Linked DNA regions of Capsicum annuum: region 2 is linked to region 1. Evidence: chromatin contacts called from public Hi-C data. All regions are on one chromosome and are shown on one strand. Each heading gives the region's core, a stretch centred on a gene start, on an enhancer-like site or on the middle of the called end of the contact. The rest is flanking DNA. Distances are from core to core; before and after follow the strand shown.

The links. A called contact is a pair of places that touch in the nucleus more often than the background predicts.
Region 2: a contact with region 1 is called in a Hi-C map of leaf, with 2.4 times the contacts expected there. The contact joins the promoter of LOC107869793 here to the enhancer-like site in region 1. A contact is called at or near these places in 2 of 5 Hi-C or Micro-C datasets (leaf and placenta).

What each region holds. Positions count from the first base shown.
Region 1 is chr4:18,382,241-18,387,540 of UCD10Xv1.1, reverse strand. No RefSeq gene overlaps it. Among protein-coding and RNA genes, the nearest start is that of LOC107869794, 45 kb to the right of the region's middle. Within about 2 kb of position 2,215, at least 1 of the 5 cell types and tissues checked has an H3K27ac peak or open chromatin away from gene starts, as enhancers often do. A contact at or near this core is called in leaf, where this site is marked.
Region 2 is chr4:18,469,203-18,474,502 of UCD10Xv1.1, reverse strand. LOC107869793 (protein EXPRESSION OF TERPENOIDS 1) reads right to left here and starts at 2,548. Exons shown (of 2, transcript XM_016716224.2): 1 at 1,595-2,548. The coding sequence starts at 2,135.

The sequences.
Region 1 (5,300 bases), core at 966-3,465:
TTTCATCGATCAACAAAATTCTTTAACCAAAATCTCTGTTCGTAGACCAATTTTGAAAGAGTCAAAAATTATTTTGAAAAGGAATTTCCAAAGGTGACTTGGTACACCAGATTTATGCCAAGTGGCAACTCCGAGTTTTGATTGTTAAAAATCCTTTTCGGAACAAACTTTATCTTTTGTCACTTAATAATTAAAATTCTTTTCAATCTTAAAATTATATTTTTTTGGTAAAAAAGGGGTGTGACAATTTTATACTAATAAGTTTACCTACTCAATATAACAACAACAACAACAACAAACCCAGTGTATTCCCACCAAGTGGGGTCTGGAGAGGGTAAAATGTACGCAGTCCATACCGTTACTTTCGAAGAGGTAGAGAGGTTGTTTCGGATAGACCCCCAGCTCAAGATAATGAATAGTCAACAAGGTCATAGTAATATATGACACGAAATGGGTGGCATAAACGAAATAAGAAATGAGAAATAATAACAGTAGAGCTAAGCGAGCCATGAAAAAGAGCAATACAAAAATTAAAATAAAAACAGAAAATAAGAAATAAGAAAAAGGTAAGGAAGAGAAAAAGAGAAAAAGGCGGCCCCTAGGAGTAGCATACACTAGTGGCTTCTACCAATGTACACAGTCGTAGGCTTACTAACCCGGCTACAACGGATCTCCCTAACTACTAGTTACAACCCACCCACGCACTAGCCTTCTACCCTTATTCGCGACCTCCACACCTTCCTATCTAGGGTCATGTCCTCAGACAGCTGTAACAGCTCCATGTCCTATCGAATCACTTCTCTCCAGTACTTCTTCGACTAACCTATAATCTCCTGACACCATCCAAAGCTAGCCGATCGCACCTACGCACTGGGACATCCATGCCGCTCTTCATCACATGCCCTAACCATCTCAGGGTTCCTTCCTGCATCTTGTCCTCCACCGAAGCCACTCCCGCCTTCTCCCGAATAATCTCATTCCTAACTCTATCTCCTCTAGTACGTCCACACATCAAATGCAACATTCTCATTTCCGCTACCTTCAATTTTTGAATATGGAAGTTCTTGACTGGCCAACACTCCGCACCATATAGCATAGCTGGACGGAATGCCACTTTGTAGAACTTGCCTTTAATCTTCAAGGATATCTTCTTATCACACAACACTCCCGAGGCGAGCCTCCACTTCATCCAACCTGCTCCAATACGTTTAGAGACATCCTCATCAATCTCACCATTCCCTTGAATCATAGACCCGAGATACTTAAAACTGTTCCTCTTACAAACATCCTGGGAATCCAACCTCACCACCACTCTGTCCTCCTGCTTCGATTCACTAAGCTTGCATTCCAAATACTCCGTCTTGGATCTACTCAACCTAAACCCCTTAGATTTGAGGGTTTGCCTCCAAACCTCCAATTTATCATTGACACTCCCCCCGCGTCTCATCAATTAGCACCAAGTCATCTGCAAATAGCATACACCAAGGCACCTCATCTTGAATACTCTGTTATGTGATACATATATGTGCCATAATTTCAGTTGATATTAATTCTTACTTGAGCTATAGTTGTGGCTGCAATAACTGAATTTTATTCAGGGAGAGTTAGCAACAGAGACCTTAAAGCATAACTCTAGTAGAAAAAACAACTCTCTACTATAAATTTGTCTGGAATATAACGCAGGTGTTAAGTGTGTTTTCTTACTCACAGAAAAAATCAGACAAGCAAAGCCTAACCTTCATCTTCCAGAAAGTCATTGAATAACTCCTTTTTTTTTTAATAACCGTGGCGTCCGAGCCAGCTTGCGGCACCTCGACTAAATCCACGGAAAAAGTGATTGAAATTGAATAACTCTTTTGAGTATTCGTTTTTAAAAGAAAAAAAAAAATCTTATCCCAATAATTAAGTGGAAACAGACAATTTTTTCTCAACAAAAATTCAACTCAATATAATCATGTGGTAGTACATTCAGCAATAGAAACCAACTAATTGAGGTATTTCTCTATAATTGCATAGCACCCTTATGAAGAAAATAAAACAAAATCAGCATGTTACTTCTCCCAAAAGAAGTTAGCCGCATAAATCACATTAAGTAGATAATTTTGAGTACCATTCTTGTCCACAATAAGTAGTCAGAACAATATCTACCTTGCTCCTCATAGTTTCCTTTTGTACCTCACTCTTAAGCAACTCCGTCTCCTAGAATTTCAAACACATATAAATAAGTATAAAAGTAAATTACCACAAAAGGGAAAAGAAGAAATATGCTTCACGAATCTAGTGAATACAGGAAGACAATGAGGGGTTAATTTTACAAGACTTTCATATTTAAAATCTACTACATCCTCAATCAATATCTCAAGGTTAGCATGTCCTATTAAACGAAAATATATCTAGTTGAAAAACATAACTAGAATGAAGAAGTTGTCAGCATTAAACTTGCTCATTTTCACCATCCCACTTTATATAACGATATTTTACTAAGGAGATAGTTTAGATATTAATTCAGCATATATTATTACTACTAGTCGCACGAGGCCCGTGCTAAACCCGGATCCAAATTTAATTAATGTAATTTTAATCAAATAAGATAAGTGTAATTTATGTTATTTTTATTGCATAATTAATCTAGTGTAGTTGCATTTAATCATATTTTTTTATAAGTATCTTAATTATTATGTTCCTTAATTAAATAATTTGATAAATTTTAAAGAAAAAAATTATTTATGAGAAAGCAAGTTTAGCAAAACATTAACAAATACCAAAAGGACAAGTAATTTGATTTTATACAGACTAACCCGCTAAATTATGATATTTGTAACTATATAAATGGAGAAATATATTTTTTTGATACTATTAATTTTTCACACATTATTTTTGTAAGTCGTGAACTTACCTTGAATGAAATTCAAGAAATTCCAAAAACTTTTAATTAAATGATTTAAAATATTTTGTACAAATTATATTTTTCCTAAACCTGTAGAAAAGAATATAGAGGGGAACATATGATATTAAATCATTTAATATAAATAAGATCTAATTTATGCTTCAATTGAAAAAAAAAAATATATAGCAATAAATTTACCTTAATTTTACCAAGATGCAAAAGGACAAAGAGGTAATTTACTTTACTTCCTTCCTTCCATATTTGGCATTTTTAGCTTTCACACGACTATATTTTTTTAAAGAAAAAATATCAGGAAGATGTTGACTTTTTTTTTTTTTTTCAATTTTATACTTAATTAGATATATAAATTTTATATAATCAAAAAATAATATTAAATTGATACCATTATTTGTTGAGGATAATTTAGTAAAAATATGTTTTCTTTTAAAGGTGTATTACGTGTTAATGATTACTTTCTTCGTTTCAAAATAGTTAGCATTTTTATTAAAAAATATTTATCTCAATGAATTTCATTTTTTTTAAAATCTTTTTCATATATAGAAAATAAATTTTAGTATTACATCGTTTCTATCTACGTCAAAAATTAGATAGTTAACTAAAGAAAGTCGTCACTGAAAACGAAAAGTGAATGAGTTGTATATAAAATTAAGAGAGAAATTTCAACATATATTCAGATGAAACAAGATATAAAGACAAGAAATCTATAAATTAAAATTGCAGAAACTCAAAAATCTAATGGAGATTGCACTTAATTTGTATATTCTTAAAAAAGAGGAACCATGGAGAGGAGTGGAAAGAGAAATAGATAAATGAAGGAGTAAAAAGAGGAGAGAGATCTGATTAGAAAGGAATCAAATACTCATTTTTTTATTCTTCTAATAAATATCTACACATTAATTTATGATAAAAAAAATTAACATAATAAAAAATAAAATTATTAGTATAATTTATCAAATCTGATATGACTTGCAATTAAAAAATATAATTTAATGATTATAAGAAAAAAAATACAGTTACAACTTGCAATAAACAATTTAAAAAGTAGGCATATGATAATTTTCACATTTAAAAAAAAAAAAATCACGGATAACTATTTAATGAATGTTCCTCTTTTTTTTTTTTTTTTTTCTTATAAACTTCTAACTTTTTAAAATACTGTCTAAAGATCCTTTTTGTACTGACTTAAACACTTATGAAGACATTAGATCACAACCTAAATTTTTGTAAATGTTGCGGGAAAGTTTAATGTTTCATCAGTTGCTTATATCAGCACAATTTTTAATAATAAAAATAAAACTATACTATATTTAGCCCAAAAAGAAATATTTGCATAAAACTCCAAGAACCATATGCATATAAGTACTTAGCCCAAAAAGAAATATTTGCATAAAACACCAAAATCATATGCATATAATTATTAAGATCACTAAAAATTATTAAGTGATATATATTTTAGTTATTAATTTGTGAATCTTAAATTAAGAATGACCATTCGATATTCAATTCGGTAGCTTTAAAATTCGGCTTCGATAATCAATAATTAAAAGTGCATACCAAATGTTACATTTTTAAATTTTGATTCAGTAACTCGATAATTGTTAAATTAAGCTTTGATTCGATAAGGTATTTTGGTACTCTCATATTCCTATTTTATCTAGCAATTTTTTTGAAAATCAATCCGCTCACAGTGAAGACAACTATAAGTAAATAGAGTTAGCCCGATTGACTAATGTCGTTGTAAAGTAGAATTGAAGAACGGAGGGTGGACCTTTTGACCTTTGAGTTTTGGGCTGACAAGGGGTCAATTAGATATCTTACCAAATACCAAATGGTATTAATCTCTTGTACGAAACTTGAACTCGAATACTATAATTTTGAAACTCTACTCCCAAATACTATACCAAATATCGAATTAGCGAATACCAAATATCAAAATTTTTTATTCAATTTGATAATTCGGTTGTTGATATTTTATGCCCAACCCTATCTTAGACTACTTCTTTGACATAAATATCAAGTGTGAATAAGTATCGTTAAAAGGATCATACCGTATTACATAACACCACAACTTATTTTTTACTAAACTATATAAAATATCAGTCCTTTTTATTAATTATCAAAAAAAAATTCTTAAAAAATACAGTTGGATACATCCACTAATCCATAAATTTTTGGATATATAATTTTAATTATTATCTCCCTCTAGTCTAGTTAATATATTATGTGTCTCGACCAAATAATCGCAGAAATTGATGTATTTGGATAATCGAAATTATGTATCTCAACTTCAAAATTATGTATTTGGATGCTAATTATGAATCCGAGAAAAAATTGAGTAATTAACTGTTATATTCTTAAGTTCAAAATTATGTATCTCAACTTTAAAGTTATG
Region 2 (5,300 bases), core at 1,299-3,798, 87 kb before region 1:
GACAAGTAAATTTCATACGTTGTCTCTAGCTACCTCTATCAAAATTGGATTCAGAATTTAAAGTTTATTGATTCTGAAGATTGTTTTATGTACATATTCAATGATTTCTCAAAAATATATAGGATTTGAACAAAAATTACCTTTACATCCCATGTTAATTACGTCCTTAATTACTTTTTAGTGTTAATCTAAACTAGTTGAGTAAGTAAATTTCAGAAACGACAAGATTACATGAAGAGAAAGATAGGGCTTTCTTTGACATTTTTTTGATAGGAATACCAAGAAACAGTGATGATGAGAAAAAGAGACAAAAGAGAAAAGAAAACAAAGCTGATAGATTTCACTGTTACTACAAAGGGGAAGTTCAGTTTTTTTTTTTTGCAGTATTCAATCATCATAACAGTAGTTAATTATGAGTACTCTTCAGCGTTTAGTCAATCAAATTTCAGTACATGAATTTATGAGACAGTAGAACCGAAATAAGAATTTTATGTTTTATAATTTTTTTATTTTTTTAAATTAATTTATAAATTTTGAATAAATTATTTACATTTATCAAGTGAATTTATACGAACATATATATAAGGTCTAAACTCGAAACCAAAATTATTGAAGTTTATTAAATCCTTTAGGTAGAACATTAGCCACATAAAATGAAGGGATTTAATCTCCTTATAGGGTAAAAATAATTTCTTTTACATATAAGACTAGAAAATTTTGAATTCACTAAGACCTAAGGAAAGATACATGTTAAATCTCAAAATGTGGTGCTTTTGAAATTTTTGAATTTTCTTATTAGAGTTTTGGTCTTTGTAGTAAAAGACAACGGAAGAAAATGATGAACTAAGACAAGAGTAAAAAATCTTCGGATCCCTTCAACATAAGGGAAATCCAAGTGTCACATTCTCGAATTCCCTAGTCAGAATTTGTGGTAGAGCTACCTCTATAGTGAAGAACGATAGAAGAAAAGGAGGAATTAATAAGATAAAAGTATAAAATCTTGGATCCCTTCAACTTAAGGGAAGTCCAAGGGAGATCTTCTAGCTTTTTTTCTTTCGAATTTCATTAGAAGAATATATGATGAAACTTTTAACTACATCACTGCAGAATGAATGATTGAAAAAAAAAAAATGAGAAATTAAGATGAGAGCATAAAATCTTGGATCCCTTTAACATAAGGAAAGCCCAAGCATGACATTCTCGAATTTTTTCAAATACCCTTGTCAGAATTTATGACGAAATTTCTTAGTTTCACCATAAAGAACATTGAAGAAATTAAGATAAGAATAAATTTTAGATCCCCTCACCATAAAGGAAACTCAAGCATTACGTTCTTGAATCTTTTTGAATTTCCTTATCAGAATTTATGATGAAATTTTTAACTTTGCCATGAAAGAACGATTGAAGAAAGTAAAATATAATTGTAAGATCCCCTCAATATAAGGAAAACCCAAGCGTGATGTTCTTGAATTTTTTTCAACTTTTCTTGTCAAATTGTAGTAAAACTTTTAGCTCTACCACTATAGCAGTGAAGGACAATTGGAAACAATAAAATAAAAGGAAAGGAAAAAAATAAGAAAGACAAAAATATTACCAGTGATTGGATCATCTTTTTGCCTTTTGAACTTATTTTCTTCTTGTTGATTCAAAGAAGCAAGTTGTTGTTGCCTTTCTCTTCTTTTAGCAGCTGGAACCCAAGTACTTTTCACATGTGTTTGACATTGAAAACCTCTACTCTTACAACAAGTCCTACATCTCATATGTTGGCAATCTTTCTTAGCTTGGTTACCACAATCTTGACAACTAATTGCTCCACTATTACTACTTCTCATCATCATAAAATTAGACATAGATCTTGAATTATTGAGCCCTCCATGATGATCATGACTAGGCCCAATATCTAATCCAAATGGATTAATAATTGAATTTCGAAGAAGTTGGTAATTTTGTTCGTCGTGATGAGATTGTTGTTGTTGTTGCCATAGTTCGAAACCTTTGTATGTTGGTAATTCTTGATAATGATTTTTGTACAAGAACCAATTGTGTGTACTTGTGTTTTCTTGATGATGACGATAATTTTCTTGACTACTTGTTTCTTCTCTTCCTACTCCTCCTAGTGAAAAGAATCCAGCCATTTTTCTATATATAATTGTGACTCAGAATCCATAACATAAGGACACACAGAGACTACTTTTGATACGATTCCATAGAATCAAGAACGAGCTCTTGGTCAGTCAACAATATCCAAGAACTTTTGATGTATGAATAAGCCACGAGCTTCAATTTTGATGATGTCCTCTCGTCAATTTTTTTTTTAAATTTCAGCCTTGCAACCGTACTTTCTCCTAACCGAACCCATAATCTTTGCTTTTCACATAAAGTTCCTTGATTTTCTTGATTTGTGAGATAAAAGAAAGAAGAAGAAATTAAGGAAGAGTGGTCTTTTTCTCACTCACTCTCCCTTAATTTACCTTTCTTAAGAAAGAAAAAAGAAAAGAACTAAAACAAAGTTGAATATCACCAATGTATGTAAGTGTGTAAGGGGAGAGTAATTGTATAGGGGAGTATATAAATAGTCTTTATCTTCTCTGTTATAATTTACGTGATATTATTTAATTTTAGACGAGACTTAAAGAATGAGAGGAAGTGTTTTCAAATTTGTAATCTCAAATAAATGTAGAAAAAATGATATTATTTTTTAAATATTTTTTTTAAATAAATTAAAAAGAAATATGTGTCACATAAATTGAGACGAAGAGAATATTATTACTCGTTTTCTTTTTTATAACTCTTTCCTTTTAATTCCTTCTCAAAGAAAATGTCATACTACTATAATTAGAAACAATTTAGTTTTAATTTTTTTATCATTAATAAAATAATTATAATCACACAAATATCTAAAGATAATTTTAGATCATAAATTTAAAAACATATTATATCAAATTAAAGGATGTCATAAAACAGAACGGTGGTAGTACTATCTAGAAATTGTGAGAGCAAATTGCATTTCATTTAAAAATACCGAGGAAGGACTTTTGGTGATAATAGAGATTAGGGAGCTGTTTGTCCATGAATAAAAAATATATTTCAAGTATATATTTAATTTGATAATCAAATAAATATTTTAAAATAAAGTAAAAATTATATTTTAAAATATTATAAATAATATTATCAAACACATACCAAATATATGGGAAAGATTTTTCTTATAATTTGGTTGTATTTGGTGGGGAGCATTTAAGAGGTACGTAGCCGCCAATGGCCTGAAAAAATGGCAACAATTTAACTCTCTTTCTGCCAAGTGCCAACTCTCTGATTTTGTCCTGTGCTGCTTGCAGCCACACCAATTTAAGTTTTGATTTTGTTTGTCTCTGTGTTTAACCCAATCCACACTAATAGCCCGTTTAAAAATAAATATTTTACTTTAGTAAAAGTTATAATATTTAATTATAAGAATTTTAAATATAATTTAAAATTATATTTTAAAAAATTAAAAAAATTATTTTAACTTTCCTCACAAAAAGTAAAAAAAAAACTTCAATTTATTTCACTATTAAACGCAATTTCAACTCTGAAAGATTCTAATCATGATCAAACACCTACTAAAATTGATTATATATTTTGGATTGAAAGTAGTTGTGGCGCTATTCGCTATGTGAAAGCTAATCATTTGCAAATTATAAAGAGGGATAGATCAGGCAACAAATAATAATATAATAAAAAAATATATCATTGATATGATTTGATCAACTCATCTATATATAAAAAATTAATTTAAAAAATATAAAATTTATTAGAAAAAAATCTCCTCTTAAATAAGATTCTTTAAACGACTATATCGTAGATGTTATTGTGTTCTGGTATGACAAAACAGATCTTCTATTTATAGAGTTTTAAAATTTTTTCTCCAAGCAAAAAATAACGAAATATGATAGAGTATATATTTTCAAAAAAAATAAAAGTAATCATGGTATTGTTTTTATTTTTTTTTTCAAGAAAAATAAACTTCAAATATATTAAGAAAATTAGGGTAAAAATCCTAACAATATATTTTCATTCATTTCAAAATAAGTAATACTTTTAGTTTAGGTATTTTTTTTTTTCATTTTAAATTGATTGATCTGTTTTGACTTGGCACAAAATTTAAGAAAATAAAAAGATTTTTGAAAATCTATCGGTCTTAAATCAAATATATGTGAAATAAAATATCCTTAAAATTTATGGTTTTAAATATGTCATTTGAAACTTTGAAATTAAAAAAGGAAAAGCTCTCAATATGCATAGGATTAGGGGAATAGTCCCACCACAAGAGTGTATTGTACATAGTACCACAAGAGTGTATTGTGCACAATTTTACTTACATTTCTGGTTGTTTCCAAGGCTTGAATTTGCGGCCCCCTGGTCACATGCAGCAACTTTATCAGTTACTTCAGGGCTCTTCTTCGATCATTTATCAGTTACTTCAGGGCTCTTCTTCGATCATTCTTTTTTAAATGAATTAAAAGAAAAAGTAAGTCAAACAAATTAAAACGAAAAAAATATCTTTTTAAAATTACTTACTCCTAAAAAGAAAGAAGTGTTTTGCTATTTTACTTTTAAATAAATAGTTTATAATGAAATGATTTTTTAATAATGAATTAATCACATTGCCTTTTTTTTTTTTTTTGGCAATAGTCTCAAGAAGCTCAAAGCCTCAATCTTTTCCGATTCATGAGACGTATATGTTGCTTGACTGTCACATATCTTTTCTAACTCTTGGTAGACGTTTGAAAGCACACAAATTTTTATCAAAATTTAAATTAGAAGGTGTAGGATAAAAATATTTTACTACGTGTTTAAGTACTCCATTATATTGAAATATCTGATATTTTGAGTGTGTACATTAATTTTACTGTGACATATTTTAAACTTCCTAAACATAAGATAATTAGTGTTTGTGGGGTTTCAAAATTGATCTTGAGATTCCAAGTTCAAATTGCAAACATTACATTTTTTGTTTTCAAAATTCCTTAGTAAAAATCATGAATTCACAATTACTTTTATGAATGGATACAAATATTGAAGTGAATTGTTTGGGATGAACTTCTTGGCAGTAATATCTCTCCTAGCTACATTCAAACTCATGGGCAGTTAGTTGATACTCCCCCGTCCCATTTTACTCGTCTCAAATTTTTTAATTTAATTCTTATTTTACTTGTCCTTTTTTACTTATCAAGACAAGACAATTTTGTTTTTTCTCATTATACCCTTAGTGTAATTGACTACTCTTTGTTATTAGTCATCCATTAATATCGGAACTA